Regions from separate parts of the Mus musculus genome. Here region 1 is linked to region 2. A link is a contact called in public Hi-C data. All regions are on one chromosome and are shown on one strand. Each heading gives the region's core, a stretch centred on a gene start, on an enhancer-like site or on the middle of the called end of the contact. The rest is flanking DNA. Distances are from core to core; before and after follow the strand shown. Region 1 overlaps Magi1 (membrane associated guanylate kinase, WW and PDZ domain containing 1). Region 2 overlaps Magi1 (membrane associated guanylate kinase, WW and PDZ domain containing 1).

Region 1 (4,802 bases), core at 1,523-4,022, 120 kb before region 2:
AACCTAGTGTACTCGAGGAAGCATGCACACAGAGAGCAAGAGAGAGATGGACTGAGAGGCTGATTGAGGTTTGGAGTTTAAGGAGTTTGAATTTACCTAAGGCCTCCCACTGAACGATGCCCATGAGGTGATTATTTGAGGCTGTAATGTTAGTGTTAGGATCTCAGCCTTTGGAGTCTGGCACACTATGGTCCAAATGCCAAGGGCTAAGTTATATGATCTTGACACATTTTAACCTCTGTGAGCCTCAGTAGTCCTTTTAGCAAAATGGGAATCATTTAAAATTCCTCAAGAGTGGGTACAAGTGAGTGCTTCCTTTGTTGCTGGCCTTGTTCATTTTAACGGAGGGCTGATATGCTTGATCTAAGTGCAGAAGTGCCCGTTTCACTGCTTTGGAATACTCCAGTATTTGTTTGTTTCATTTTAATTTTCACGGAAACGGTTATTTCACGGAGAGTATCCAACACCAGAACCCTTGCATCCATTCTGGAGCTGCCATGTGAGCTTGTGTGTGTGTGTGTGTGTGTGTGTGTGTGTGTGTGTGTGTGTGTGTTGAAGGACATCTTGAGCCCCGGGGCGCTGTGGATGCGTCTGCATTTGACACAGGACAGCAGAGAAGGAAGTGGCGCCTGGCTGTATTTTGAGGAGTTTTATTTTTCCTTTGTCAGGTCTTTGCATCCTCCACTGAAAGCAAAACAAAGCCCCTGCCGCCTGCATAAATATTGTGACTGGCAGCTCCAGGCTTGCTGCTGTCCTTTTCCCCTTTCCTACAATTGCCTAGTGACTTAGGGAGGCACAGTAAAGCTCCATTGTCATGCTGGTGTTTGAAAGGTGACCTTGCAATGCCTGAACTAAAAAAATGGTGATCTCAAGAAAAATAAGAAAAACAGTTACTTTCTTTGGAGAGAAATTGAGGGGCATTTGATGGGGAAAGAGAGGGCCTTTCCTCCCTGACACCCAGGTTATTGTACTCTGCTTCTGGGTCTCAGAGAAGACAGACAGTGGAAAACTTGTGCAAGGTAGCAGGCACTTGGTACCTTCACCTGAGCATTTCCCTACTCATTTTTACTTGAGAAGCAGAACATGCCAGAAGTCTGGTTAGGAGAGCAGGAAGGAGTGCCCTCATGATATCTTCACGTAGAGTTTGACTTAGAGAATTCCATTTGTAATTAAGTTTTAGTTTCATTTTTTTTAATCAGTTAAAAAGATTGTTTAAGATAATTTCATTTTCTCCTTTTTTAAAATTCATATTCCCCCTTTCTATTTTTATGCCTGTGTCTTTCTGTGTCTCTCACATCTTTCTTTCAAAAATATAGGGGAAGAGAAGTGGAGGGAGAGGGAACACACCAGGGATGGATGGATGGATGGACGGACGAATGATAGATACACTGGTGTCTGAATTCATACAACAGGAAAGGATCCCTTTATATAACTTTTTACTGCTTGATTTTGAGCAAACTTCATCATACCTTTAAGTTTCAATTCTTTGTCTCTCAATGGAGACAATGATTATTTCATTTGTTGTGGAGGTTCTGACAGAAAATGACAACCACATGAATTTCAAGAATAGGCGCAACTGGCTGTGCCTAGCATGTGCTCTGTGTCAGTTTCTATTCTGAATCCGTGGGCGTCCTCAGTTCTTTCTGCCCTCAGCACTGCCCTGAGGGTTGCGAAGTCTACTCAGTGGTGAGGAAACCAAGACGGCTCCTGTTAAAGGGACTTGGCTATGATCACTCAGTTACTGTGTAATAGGGTTGGCATTTAAATGAGGAGTGCTTTAGTCTAGAGTCTGTGTCCTTACATATAACACACCTCCTGCACACCGTCCATCCTGTCACACAAACCCACTCCTTCTCCCTGGAGATAACCATCGTTCTTTCAGCATCACTTCCTATGTGATTGGAAGCAACCGGTCTGGTGTGTACCACCTACAGCATGTGCATCCTACTTTGTTTTGTGATGGACTGTTAGGATCTGTAGCTCTGCCCCGTGGCCCGAGATCAGTCAAGATCACTCTAAAAGAAAGCTAGGCCACACTGAGCTTGGGCCTGTGTGTCGCACCCCCCACCCACAAAACCCCCACTCCCAACTAGCTTCTGAGGAAAACTGTGGCAAACAAAGGCCTTCGGAGGTTTTCTGAAACATGAATGCAAACTCAAATTTCATTTTGCTCCCAAAATGTTATTACCTAAAATCTTGAAAAATATTTTCTTTTAGGGTTATTTCCACAAGGTTGTTAATCTGAAAATGATCCAGGCCTAACAGGCCTGACTTTCTGCCCCTTGCTTTGGGCTGGAGAGTGGTGGCTGAGGTTGAATGGTGGTGGAGGAAATGAACTCATTTAATATTACACCTACCATTGGGATATGTCACCTCAGAGAGGGATGCTATGTCCCACAGCCAAGGCGAAACTTTTAAAGTCGTCCACTTTTAAAAAGAGCAGCATGTCTGCAAAGTCACAAATGTGCATTGGCCATCACCCTAACCAGGGTTGTCTCTCGAGATGGATGCTATTGTGACATTTTTCTCCTCTCTGTTTCCATAGCTGGCACTTGACAGTCGTCTTATTTTCCTTTCCTTGTCGTAGACACTGCTAGCTCAAGTGCTCCTGTGTTGTGAGGTCCTTGTCTAAATGAGGCTTATCAGGCCCCGTGAGTCTTGCACAGCAGAGACAAAACTTCGCCTGTTCCTGGTTGGGAGAGGAATGTGGCTGGTTCACCTGCCTCCCTGGATACACCTGTAGGGCTGGTTCCCCTGCAGACACCTTACTGCTGAATCTGTAACTCAGCCAGGGTTTGCTCTCCCCTGGCAACTCAGTGTCAATAGTGACAGGAAGCAGAGGGACTGAGGTTTCTGTGTTGTTTTTTTTTAACCTCCTGCTTAAGTCCCAGATATGTGTGCAATCTCTCTTACTCTGGTGTGGTAAAGTCGAAACTCGGCTTATCACTGGCCTGAGAGTCTCTGGGAACATAACTCTAGATAAGGTGGGAAAAAAATGCCATAGAAAGTTAATCTTTGCTCACAAAGAACACTGCTCTCTTTAATTGGCTAGGCTGTGACTAGGTGAGGGGGTGGGTGTGAGGGAAGCCTTCCATCCCTCCCGTGGGCAGTTTGGAAGCAGGAAGGAGTCGTCTGAGGGTTTATGTTCTTACTAGGTGTTACCTGCTTCTTGAGAAAATCCCAGGCAGCCTGGTTCTGCTGGAATCCCAGTCTTGTGACCTTGTACTTAACCTTTCTCTGAGCCTTAGTTGTTTGGTCTATGAAAAGGGAATGACTGAAGGTGTGCAACGCTGAAGGTAGGATTAAAGAGGTGATATTTGCATTCCTCAGCACGGCACCTGGCACGCAGTATTCCACAAGAGATTGCAGATGGAAACCAACAGTGAGAATTATACACAGTGCCGTTGATATTTATGTGGTCTTCTTGCTTACTAAATATTCTAGCATACACGTTGCTCACATGGGTTTAAATAATTGCTTATTGCTACAGAATTTTATTTCTCTCAAATTTACTGCTCCCAAAGTTCTTCCTGTTCGTTTGGCAGAACACAGAAGTTTGAGGCAGGGGCGGGGGAACACAGCCAGCGCAAGCTCTTTCCTTATCTTGGTTTGGCTGTGGTCAAATGCAAGTGCTGCGAATCATCAATATCGTAGTCACCGGATTGGGCCCCAGCGATAGAGACCCCTTGACAGAATCTCCAGGTAGTAAAGAAGCAAGCCTGGCCTGGAGATCATGGGGCCGCAGGAGGCCTGTGGGTAGAAATTAGGGGAGCCATCGATTTGGGAAGAAAACATGGTATCCATAGCTTCACTATGGTGCAGGTGTGGTGCAGGTGAACTTGAGTTTCCTCTCAGCTCTGAGTACAGGCAGAATGGGATAATCAGGGCGCTCTGCCAGGTCATCAGCAGGACTCCGAGATTTTTAAATACCTTGTAGTATTATTTATACCTTAAACAGTCATAAAGCAGGCTGACACGTAGCTCAGGCTAATCTCAGACTTAGGTTGTAGCAGTAGCAGAGGGTGGCCTTGAACTGATCCTTCTCCTTCTCAAATGCTGGGATTACAGGCGTATACCACCATGCCAAGAGGCCTTCTGCGTCTACCCCCCCCCCCCAAGAGATGGCAATACTCACCAAGTTCAGTCTTATGATCCCTCAGGGATTTTATTAAGAAAACACATTTCTGTATTGTAAATTTATTTTACAAGTACTTTAAAAAGCCGTATTTCAGTATAATTGCTTTCCTTTGTTCTTTTACACATTTTATTTTACTTATTTATAAATTCTGAGCAGTACCCATAGGACCCATAGGCTTTACAAACTACCAAAGGCATGCATGTACAAACAAACAGCGTGGTTGTGTAGTGAAAGCTAGAATGAATTGGCTTACTTTTAAAAAAATTTTTTTTCATGTGTTTGAGTGTTTTGCTTACATAGATATTATTATACACTATGTGACTGTGGAACACAGAGAGTCCAGAAGAGGGAGACACACACATGCTCTGGAACTGGAGTTACAGATGGCTTGTGGGTGCTGGGAATCCCATCCTGGTTCTTTGGAAGAACAGCCAGTGTTCTAACTGCCAAGCTTTCTCTCCCTGATTTGCTTCTTTAGAAGTGGATCTATCCAATATCAACATATTTTGAATTGCATGCAGTCTGAACATTCCTAGCTAGGTGTGGTGGTGCAGGCCTTCCTACCTGGGAGGTTGAAGTGGGAAGTTTCTAAGTTTAAGGCCTGCTTGTACAATAGAGTGAGATTCTAACTGGGGAGGGGTGGGGAACGACTTGGTCAAAAATC
Region 2 (4,158 bases), core at 1,596-4,095:
GACTTCCGAGTTTAGAGAAACTTAAATAGGATGCTGAGATTGTAGCCCAAAGGAGGTCCTAGGTTTGAGTCGCAATACTGTACACATAAAAGTAGGTGTGGGGAGGAGAACTAGGAAGAGGCTAGCCTGCTTGGCCAGCGTGCTCGAGGACACTGGTTAGATCCAAAGCCTGAGAGAGAGAAATGTCTAGTTTCTTGTAACTTTAATCGCAAGCACAGAGTGGAAAATGAGATTGGTTTATATCTTCACTCTTCTCTTGTTTCTTCCTCTTTCCCATTTCTTGATACCCTGTTTTTGTTTTTGTTTTCTTCCTTCCCTCTTCTGTCTAAAATTCATATATACTAGTAGGAAATATAGACATTCTTGTGGACCATCTAACTAATACCCCCTTACATATTTCCCAGTGTTAATCCCCATGCAGAAACATGTTCTTTCATAGCTGTATTATCACCGTAGTACTGGCATGTAGACCTCTTAAAGGTAGATATTTTGTTCTGTTCACAGCTCAGTCTACAACAGTTTCAATAGTAATGTTGAATAGTTATAAACTTTTTCAGAATCTATAGATAATGGTTTGTTAATCCAGTCCTGTTTAGCTTGTCATTTAAAGATTCCCCTAAATGTTTGTTGTTAAGCACTTTGTTAACTTTTTTAGTTATTTGGATATCTATTAGGGTTTTTTTTTTTTTACCAGTTTTCTTGGAGAAATTAAGCTAGAATTCTACCTTGAGGTAGAAGTATCAGGCCAAAGGATACTTGAAGGAGAAAAGGAACATTTTTTTCTGACATGTGCAAGTCTAAAAGGAAAGTGATTGAACACTAAGAATCAGACGCTTGGAACACAAGAGAAAGGAAGAGCGGAGTCTCTCGGGGAACTCAAGCAGGCTGGAAGACATTCAATAGCCAGAACTGATGTTGTTTCCCCTTCCTTCAAACCTTCCTTCGTCTCCTGGTGAATCCACTTGTATCTACCATCCCTTGCTAAGCTGTATTCCGTCTTGACACACACAGCTTCAGTAGATGATCATTAGTTTTGACCGGCGTGTCTTGTAGAGGTATAAACCATTGGTTTCTGTACTTGTGGGTGGCATACCTGTGGTTCGACCAGCTGCAAACAGAAATATTTGAAAACAACAAAACAAAACTGTCTGTGTTGAACATATGCTACAGGCTTTTCGTATCCTGTCAATGTCGCCAAAGAATCTGATACAACAATTACTTCCTTAGCGTTTGTATTGAGCTGAGTGTTGGTAATACAGTTAGTTTAAAGTATGTGGGAGTGCATGTAGGTGATATGCAAATACTGAGACATTTTATGTAGGGATTTGAGTATCTGGATTTTCCTGTCTGCAGGTCACTTGTCTACTTTATGTTACCAAAAAGCCTTTGCTGGGCCAGCATGACCTCTTCAGCTTCGAGGGGAAGCCTGCTTGTTCCTCTCAGGAAGAGTGGGTGACAGAGGCCGGGACAGCGAGGACTATGAAGAATGCTTGCTTTTATAAGTACTGCATGTGTGAAGCATGTTGATTTGAACCTGCTTTATTGCATCAGTCTCTTACCGCTATTGAACTGAAAGGCCCAAGGCTCCCTGCGGAGCTCAAGCTGACAAGTTGAAATGACAGGATTCTTTGGCTCTAAGCTACCCTTTCCCACTTTATTAGCTTAAGCTTAACAGTTCTTTACAGATCCTGTAGCTGACTTCACAGGCTCAATAAAATGCTGCCTAATCAGGATCTGTCTGTCTGCAGGAAAATAGGCTTTCTTATTTTTCCTCGTTTAGCTGTTGAATGGCAGTAACCCTTGTGTGATGTGACTGTCCACTTTGGCCTTTATCTAAGAAAAAGGACCATGACTGGATTTCAACGGGTTGGCTTTAAAAAGCCACTAATTTAGGCTGAGTTGTGCTGAAGAGCTTTTTTTTTTTTTTTTTTGCAAGGAGGACTCAGTGCATTTCTTCACCACCCCCCCACCCACCCTTTTTTCCCTGTGCAGACAGCAAGCTCAGCTGCTAAAACAAAGCAAACCCAGGGGGTGGTGCACACCTTTGATCTGTGCCCTTAGGAAGCAGAGTCAGGCAGATCTCAAAGTTAGAGAGAGTTCCAAGACAGCCATATTGTTGTTTGTTTTAAGCTAGGGAGGTGAATTAAGTTTAGCCAAAGCTTGCAAAGATTCTCAGGAAAGTATAGAATTATTTTTCTTCTCCAGTACTAGGAACAAAGTTTTTCTCTTGGTCGTCTTTAGGCCTACAGGTTATGAAATGAAAGTCATGCAGCACATTGATTATATTACTAAGCATTTGTGATAAAGCTTACACTAACAATTTTTTAAAAAAAACATTTGTTTTGTTTGTTTGTTTGTTTATTGGGTGTGTAAATACAGGTCCTTATATGCCCTGGAGGGAGAGAGGGAGGGAGAGAGAGTGCACGTGCCAGAGGACAGCTCTTGGGAGTCAGTCTGCTCATAGGATCAGGTTTGGATGGTTGGCCTTGCACAGCAGACTCTTATCTGCTGAAGGATCTTACAGACCAGCTTTGACAGTATTTCTTGTTTTGAGCTCTCTGGATAAGAGACCCGGGGATTTTTATGTCGAAGCTGTTTCTGCCTTGTAGAAAGCAGAACAAAGGGAGAGGAAAACTTGTCCTAATTATTAAGGTTGCGCCTTGCTCAGAGATGTTTAACAAGGCAGAATTGTAATTCGTATGTATCTGGAGAAGTACCGCATGATTTAAAGAGTGCTTTCCCAGTATTGGTTTTATTGTAGCTGTAAAGGCTCTAGAGTGCAGATCACGCTGGCAGGTCTGTCTGAGGCATCCACCTACCATGGATGTAGCGAGCTGGAGAGACTTCTCCCAAGTTCATAGTGCAGAAGCAACAGGATACAATGAATCACTTACAGTCCATACACAAGCATGCTCCTAACTTGTCCACACAACTTGCCCACACAGCAGGACGTAACCAGTGGGGAGCACTGCTCTGGTGGCTTGTAGGTTGGGTTAGACCGAGTTCTATTGCTGAGTTCACGGACTTGGCTGAGCTGCAGGGATATTATTTGTAAGACTGGGGTGACACCTACCTTGTGGATGCTTGTGTGATCCCCCAGAACAGATCACTTTTTTTTTTTTTAAATCCCTGTAAAGCCTTCAGAAGCTTGTCACAGACACGTGACGTGCTAGTGTTTTCCGAGAACTGCTCCTGATTGTACCCAAGTCGAGTTCCACGAAACAATTGAGTTAGAGTATGTGTGAATTACCTGTTAGGGTTTCTTATTTGATCTTGAGGGAATTTAGAAGGATCTGAAAATGTGGAAGAGAAAGAAAATGGCCTCTTGTAGACCTGTATGATCCCCGGGGATCAAGAGTGGGTGAGCCTTGCTTATTAGTTCAGTGGTTGTTTTGACTTTAACCTTGACCGTCTCCACCCGTGACCTCAGTCGTGCTGGGTTCCCTCTTTCTGGGTTTGCTTAGCTTCTTGGCTTTTGCGTGGGGGATTTTTGTCTAGGGTACCTTCCCCACCCACTTTCAATGGCAAAGTCCTTATCTGTGTGTGTAACTACATGATTGGCAGTTGTTTTATTAACTTCTAAACCCTGATTAGGTATTCGGCTTAGTGTTCCCAGAGTACCATAGGCTTGCTCTTAGCATTCCACTCAGCTTTTATAATTGCCCACTTCTTTGTCCCACTGGTCCGCTGGGCTGTGCAGTCTCAGAGGACAGAGAGTATGTCCTGTTTGCTGTCGTCTCTCCAGCACCTAATATAGCCCTTAGCTCCATGACATGGTTTTGAGTACATAAATGAATGATGGTGTGTGAGAGTTGGTTCTCCTGTCGTTCAAGCTCAGTGTGTTTTTGGTTTTCTATTTAAAGTTTCAGAGCTGCCTAGAACTGGCTAAACATAACATCTTTGTTTTGACAGTAGACTGTTCTCTAAAAAAAATGGTAGAGGAAGACTTTTCAAGTTGGATTTATTCTTCAGTGTGTCTGGTTTCTTTTAGGGTGTGTTGCTGTGCAAATGCTCTTTTGGTCGAGGTTTGAGAGGCTTAAAGGTGGCCACAGTGTCTTCACTACGATAGCTTTATCTCCACCTGTTCCTTGTACCCTGAGTGCATCCATCTGTCTGTGGTTGCCTCTATGATCTTCTCTGTCCCTGAATGACTTAGGG

Evidence for each region. A called contact is a pair of places that touch in the nucleus more often than the background predicts.
Region 1: a contact with region 2 is called in a Hi-C map of epidermal suprabasal cells, with 2.6 times the contacts expected there. The contact joins two enhancer-like sites. A contact is called at or near these places in 1 of 39 promoter capture datasets (the 3T3-L1 cell line), 5 of 484 Hi-C or Micro-C datasets (the C10 cell line, the C2C12 cell line, the HL-1 cell line and 2 more) and 2 of 115 datasets of contacts at active chromatin or transcription factors (embryonic stem cells and pancreatic cancer cells).

The regions. Positions count from the first base shown.
Region 1 is chr6:94,202,006-94,206,807 of GRCm38.p6, reverse strand. The region is part of intron 1 of Magi1 (membrane associated guanylate kinase, WW and PDZ domain containing 1); the gene reads left to right. All of the region lies in intron 1 of 4930511A08Rik (RIKEN cDNA 4930511A08 gene), which reads left to right. Gm52867 (a long non-coding RNA gene) reads left to right here. Exons shown (of 2, transcript XR_003956333.1): 1 at 1-4,802. Among named protein-coding and RNA genes, the nearest start is that of Gm52867, 23 kb to the left of the region's middle. Within about 2 kb of position 2,772, at least 69 of the 459 cell types and tissues checked have an H3K27ac peak or open chromatin away from gene starts, as enhancers often do. A contact at or near this core is called in epidermal suprabasal cells, where this site is marked.
Region 2 is chr6:94,082,363-94,086,520 of GRCm38.p6, reverse strand. All of the region lies in intron 1 of Magi1 (membrane associated guanylate kinase, WW and PDZ domain containing 1), which reads left to right. Among named protein-coding and RNA genes, the nearest start is that of Gm52867, 140 kb to the left of the region's middle. Within about 2 kb of position 2,845, at least 23 of the 459 cell types and tissues checked have an H3K27ac peak or open chromatin away from gene starts, as enhancers often do. A contact at or near this core is called in epidermal suprabasal cells, where this site is marked.